Linked DNA regions of Mus musculus: region 2 is linked to region 1. A link is a contact called in public HiChIP or PLAC-seq data. All regions are on one chromosome and are shown on one strand. The core of a region is the stretch at or near the end of the contact, and the rest is flanking DNA. Distances in the headings are between cores, read along the strand shown. Region 1 holds the start of Tasor2 (transcription activation suppressor family member 2). Region 2 has its middle 24 kb from the start of Calm5.

Region 1 (2,707 bases), core at 43-2,542:
TATTTATTATATGTAAGTACACTGTAGCTATCTTCAGACACCCCAAAAGAGGGCATCAGATCTCATTACAGATGGTTGTCATCATGTGGTTGCTGGGATTTGAACTTATGACCTTCGGAAGAGCAGTCGTGCTCTTAACCACTGAGCCATCTCTCTAGCCCTTATTATTATTATTATTATTATATGTTTTAAGTACACTGTAGCTGTCTTCAGATGCACCAGAAGAGGACATCAGATCTCATTACAGATGGTTGTGAGCCACCATGTGGTTGCTGGGTTTGAACTCAGGACCTTCAGAAGAACAGTCGGTGCTTTTAACTGCTGAGCCATCTCTCCAATCCCAGTTTTTAATATGGAACTAGCCACAAGTATACTCGCCCACTGAATGACTAAATCTCATCGTAACAAAATTTCAACCGTGGCACAAGGTCCTTGGTACTGCTTAATTTCTCTCAGCGGTTCTTATCTATAGAAAGGATAGACTTGAATTGTTACTTATAGTCACCTCAACACTCATATAAATAATAAATTTCAAGTTCGTCTGGAGAACTCCCACAATGAACTTAAGTTTTGTATGGATTTAACATTCCGCAAAATCAAACAGCAGTGAGATGTGGCACTTGGGTTAGATCAACCAGCATCACCAGAGTCACTGAAGATGACCTTCAGTTTATAGCTAGTTAACTGTCTTTACTCCTGCCAGCTAGGACTATACTCAGGTTTTCGGACGAAGTGTAGCCCTGAGCATTTACACCTTCCTTACACCAAGGGGCTTTTAAAGGCAAAACTACATCCTGGATCGCACTCAGGAGCTGCAGGAGGAGGTGTAGACCAGCAAGCAGTTTGACAGAAAGTAAGTTAGCTGTGACATCTTCGCTTCCAGTCAAGAACATCTGGGTAATTTTTCATCAAGAAAATCATTTTTAGTTAAACCTAAAATGGCCTCAGCAAGGAGACAAGATGGAAGCGTCTCTGTACTATCTTGCCCTGTCCCATTACAGCACCTGGTACAGAAAAAGCCAGAAAAGCGGCCATGAGTAACCCACAATACACTAGAAGAGGTTCCGACTGAGGAGCCTCATTTCCTGTGCACGCCTTCTAGATCCCGCCGCCTACATCTCGCGAGAAGCCAAGGAAGGCTGGGTCGTCCAATCCGGAGCTAGCTTTGCCCTCCCCCCCCTGCGCCTGCGCCTACTGGAAAAGCAGGAGCAACGTGGATGCTGGCGGCGGTCGCGCCTGCGCGTCGCTGTGCTCCTTGTGATTGGCCTTGGCGAGGCGAGCACGGCGCTTTAGTTTTCACTTTCTGTCTTCGGAGCCTGCTCTCTTTCTCCGTGCGCACGAGGTTTCACTTCCGGTCGCTGGTTCCCCGGGGGCTGGAGAGCGGACGCCTTCCCCGCGCCTGGCTTGTTTCGGAAGCGGCTTCTCGCTTGTGAGGCTGAGTGAGGGGACCGGGGCTAGCGCGCGCCCGGGACACCCGGGCTCGTGAGGCGAGGTCGGGAGACGCGGCGGAGCGAGGGGTCAGGAGGAGAAAGGGACGGGCTGGAAAAGCATGAGGAGGACACCGAGTGGTGAGCTCGTCTCTTCAGGGAAGGCGGCCGCGCCGGCGACAGGTAACGCTCCTTCCCTCAGGTGTTGGGGCGTCCGGGGCGAGGACCCCCGTGGGGAAGCAAGAGCGTGGCTGGCTCGCGGGGCGCGTACTGGTGGGCGGGCAGGGCGGCGCGGGGGGCCACTGGGCAGACGCCTCGGTCGCCCGGGATGCGGGACCCTCCCAACCCCCGCTCCTCCGCTCAGCTCCGCCTTGCAGAAGCTAAGGTTAGACGGGGTTTCCACCGAGCCCGTGGCGGTCGTCCGGATGGGTGTCTGCGTTCCGAGGCGGAAAGCCCGGCGCGGTTTGTTTTGTGACACCGGTCACAGAGCAGCTCCATCCCCCCAAGGGATGGATGGGATCCTTCTGCACTGAAGTTTTCCCTTGCCTGGGGTTGGCCTAGCTCATCCCCCTGAGGGGTTTTGGGGAAACCCTCAGGTCGGAGTTCGGGGTTCTGTAGAATCTATGGCAACGCACGGCATGGTTTAACTTCTTTATTACGTATAAGTGGGCCTGCCCATATGGAAGACAGCAGCCGACGGCTGCAGCAGCGGTGAAGGGATCTGCCAGTACGCTGGCCCCGAGGTTGGTTAGAGGGGAGCACCAACCGGCACTTGGTAGGAAACCGTGGCTTAACTTTCAAAACTGGAGCTATTTCGGAAGATCTCGAGTCTCCCTTAATCTCCGTTTACCAGTTTGACGCGCCTCTTGTTAAGCTCCTCCCCCCTGTATTCTTTCTGAAGGGAAACTTAGAACTGGGAAGCGAATGAAAGTCTTTCCTAAATCTCTATAATAAACAACCTGAGGACTCAACAGTGTTTCCCCTTAGAAGAGCAAAAGGAAGGCGGGGTGAATATGTCATAGTATAGAATCTGAGATTGTTGGAAATCCTACCGAAGAGGTTTAGGACAAAGCACATATACCTGATAGTGTAAGCGAATACCTCCCGTATTGGGAAATTGTTTGGTAAAGGGTAGCTCCAGTGTTACCAGTGTATATCAATACCTAGCGAGCCCAAGTTAGAAAAAAAAAAAACACGAATATTTGTCAATAATTAGTTTTAAAGAAGATGATGTTTGAGTGTGTTGCCAATTTGTTTCCTACTTTTTTTTTTTTAAATAA
Region 2 (2,700 bases), core at 60-2,559, 270 kb before region 1:
GTCATTACTTAAAAGCTTGTGGGCCAGTGAGCTGGCTCAGTTGGCAAAGGCTCCTGCTGCCAAGCTTAGTGAGCTGAATTTGATCCCTGAGACCGACATGGTAGATGGAGAAAACCCACTCCCACAAGGGATACCTGCATTTCTATCTCCAATCCCCATGTAAAAGAGCCAGGTGTGGTGGTATGCAATGAGTCCTGGGGAGGAGGAGATGGGAGGGTCCTGCCTGGTGATTCCCAGGTCCTGGTGAAAGAGTCTACTTTGTAAAGAGGTGAACCATTCCTGAGAGACAACACTGGAAGATGACTCTAGCCCACACACAGCCATGCACTCACAAGAAGAGGAGTTCCATACGCTCCTGTTCACACACAGGCACAGCGCTCTGTGCACCATGGAGGTATGTTTGCTTTCCCTCTCCAATAGATCATACTTCACCATTGCCTAGAAGCCGTGGTTTACAGGACAGTTGACTCTGTGAAGAGCATTGTATGTCCTTTGACAAATTCAAGAAATCGTGTAGAACACTGCCACTGTCCCATAACTCCCCCTTTTCTGCTTGGCCCTCTTCCCTTTCCCAACCATCACTAATCTATTGCCTCCATAGTTTTGCTTCTTCTTCTATGTGATATATTTGAAATCTATCAGTAATCTTTTCTGTTAGCTTTGGTCTGCTTCTATGTGTGCTGTCTTACCTTGCTAGATCATTTGTACTGCTGTTACAAAACTCCAGAGACTGGATAATTTATAAAGAACACAAATTCATTTCTTATCATTCTGGAGTCTGTTTACAACGTGCAAACAGATCTGCTGCTTAAGAGGGTTGCCATTTGCTTTCAAGATGTGTCCACATCGGAATACGTATGGGTATCTTCATACAGCAAGAGTGACAAGTGAACAAAGCAACTCCTTCCAACTGTGTTGCGTGTGTGTGTGTGTGTGTGTGTGTGTGTGTGTGTGTGTCCAGAGACTGATGCTGAATGTCTTCCTTCTGTCGTTCCACCTGATTTTCTGAGAATGATCTTTTCATTGAACCAGAAGCTCACTGACTCACTGGTCTGGCTGTCCCTGCCCCTCTGGCACAAGATTTCTGACATGTACCACCATTTCCTTTACACTGGTATTGGGCTTGAACTTATGTCTTCATACTTGCATAAGTATTTTACCCACTGAGCTACCTCCTCAGCCTCCAAAAGACAGTCTCTTTTTAACAAAAGAAATGACCCAGACTCAAGGACCATGTCTGTATTTCCTTCAGCTACTATCCATGTGCTGGAATAACACTATCTAAGCTCTATAGGCAGAAACTGAATGTCAGTTCACAGCAAGGTTGTCTGAGCTTGTCCTTCTGGATATCTGGGTGAGCTTGTTCCCCCTGGTTATCTGGGTCACAGCCTTCACTCTCCCATGGATCCTGAGAGAACTCTCTATCCAGAGGATCAGGGACCCTGGTGCCTAACCAAGGCCAAGCACAGCATTTGAAAGAGCAGTAGCCTGCGGGTGCCGGATTCCTTCCATGTGCAGAAATCTGCCTGGGCTTGTTCTTCAAGGGAGAGGGCAGAACAACCAGGGGAAGAGAGACAACAGATTTCCTGAATCTCAGAGCAGCACCCCATCTGGATGAGGAGACTCGTGACCCCTTTTAACCTCCTCCAGTCAAGTCTGACAGGAGTTAATCTGTTTCTGGCTGACTTGTTCTCTCGGCTTCTATGTCTGTTTTTGTGTGTCCTGTCTCTTTCCTGCCTGTGAGGGGAGAGGGAAGCAGTCATCTCTCTGAGGTCACAAGCACCCTTTGGGACTGGACTTGATACCACCTCTCCCACCATAGAAGGCCTGCATGGTGGGGTCATGGGCCGTCAGGCCACTTGTCCGTGGTCGGACGTCTCTCTCTTCCCACCAGGCCTCTCAACACTGCAAACCTCATCTGTCAGTTGAATGTGACTTGGGAGGTTGACATGAGGATCCAGCCTCTCTGCACACCTGCAAAGTGAGTGCTTCAGGGCTGGAAAGGGGCCTCTGTTATCTGACGTTGCTGCCAACCGTGGAGTACAGGCCTGCTGGTCCTCACATCTCCCTACCCAAGTCTCAGGCCTGAACAAGTCTATCCTGGGGCACTGCCAGGTGTGAGCTCAGTGCTCAGCTCCTCAGCTCCCCACCCTGGGGGCCATGGATATTCAGTATAGAATAAGAGATAGAGGAGCAGTGTAAACAAGTGATGAGGGAGAGGGAAGCAAGTGAGCGTAATGACTGCAGATATTAGGGAAGGAGGCATAGATAGGGTGGACCCTGGCCTGCATTTTCTTCTCCTTTTCTGTCCTGTCTCACATGTGTGTTAAGGGCCCTCAGTACACAGGTCAGAAGGAAGATGTTTAGTGGAGATACTGCCCTGACAGAATATATAAGCTAAGGCAGCAACGAAGCAGGTCACAGGGAAAGCCTTGCAAGGCTTACAGAGTAAATATTAGAAGGAGAGCACAGGTCATTTTTTGGTCCAAGCAAAGTCATGTAGAATTGCATTTCTGAGGTGGCTGAAACCCAAAACAGTTTTTCAGCTCTCCAGTCCAGTGGGTCTGTGAGTGCCATGTGTTCTTTTCAGACCTCCAGTGATCCCAGCCGGTAGAGCCCTCTTCCAAAACAAAGGAAAATAATACGTAGGCCTATAAATACACATACATGCACTCCCTGTCTGAGGGCAAGTGGGGAGGG

The links. HiChIP or PLAC-seq counts read pairs in DNA pulled down with a chosen protein or histone mark.
Region 2: a contact with region 1 is called in an H3K4me3 HiChIP or PLAC-seq map of stem cell-derived neural progenitor cells, with 21 read pairs. The contact joins the enhancer-like site here to the promoter of Tasor2 in region 1. A contact is called at or near these places in 6 of 39 promoter capture datasets (cranial neural crest, embryonic stem cells, frontonasal cranial neural crest and 3 more), 16 of 484 Hi-C or Micro-C datasets (B cells, CD4 T cells, the G1E-ER4 cell line and 12 more), 20 of 115 datasets of contacts at active chromatin or transcription factors (the 230-238 cell line, CD8 T cells, the NIH/3T3 cell line and 15 more) and 2 of 9 other capture datasets (adipose tissue and liver).

Annotation. Positions count from the first base shown.
Region 1 is chr13:3,609,693-3,612,399 of GRCm38.p6, reverse strand. It overlaps Tasor2 (transcription activation suppressor family member 2), which reads left to right and starts at 1,292. Exons shown (of 20, transcript NM_134063.3): 1 at 1,292-1,610.
Region 2 is chr13:3,876,745-3,879,444 of GRCm38.p6, reverse strand. No RefSeq gene overlaps it. Among named protein-coding and RNA genes, the nearest start is that of Calm5, 24 kb to the right of the region's middle. Within about 2 kb of position 1,309, at least 32 of the 459 cell types and tissues checked have an H3K27ac peak or open chromatin away from gene starts, as enhancers often do.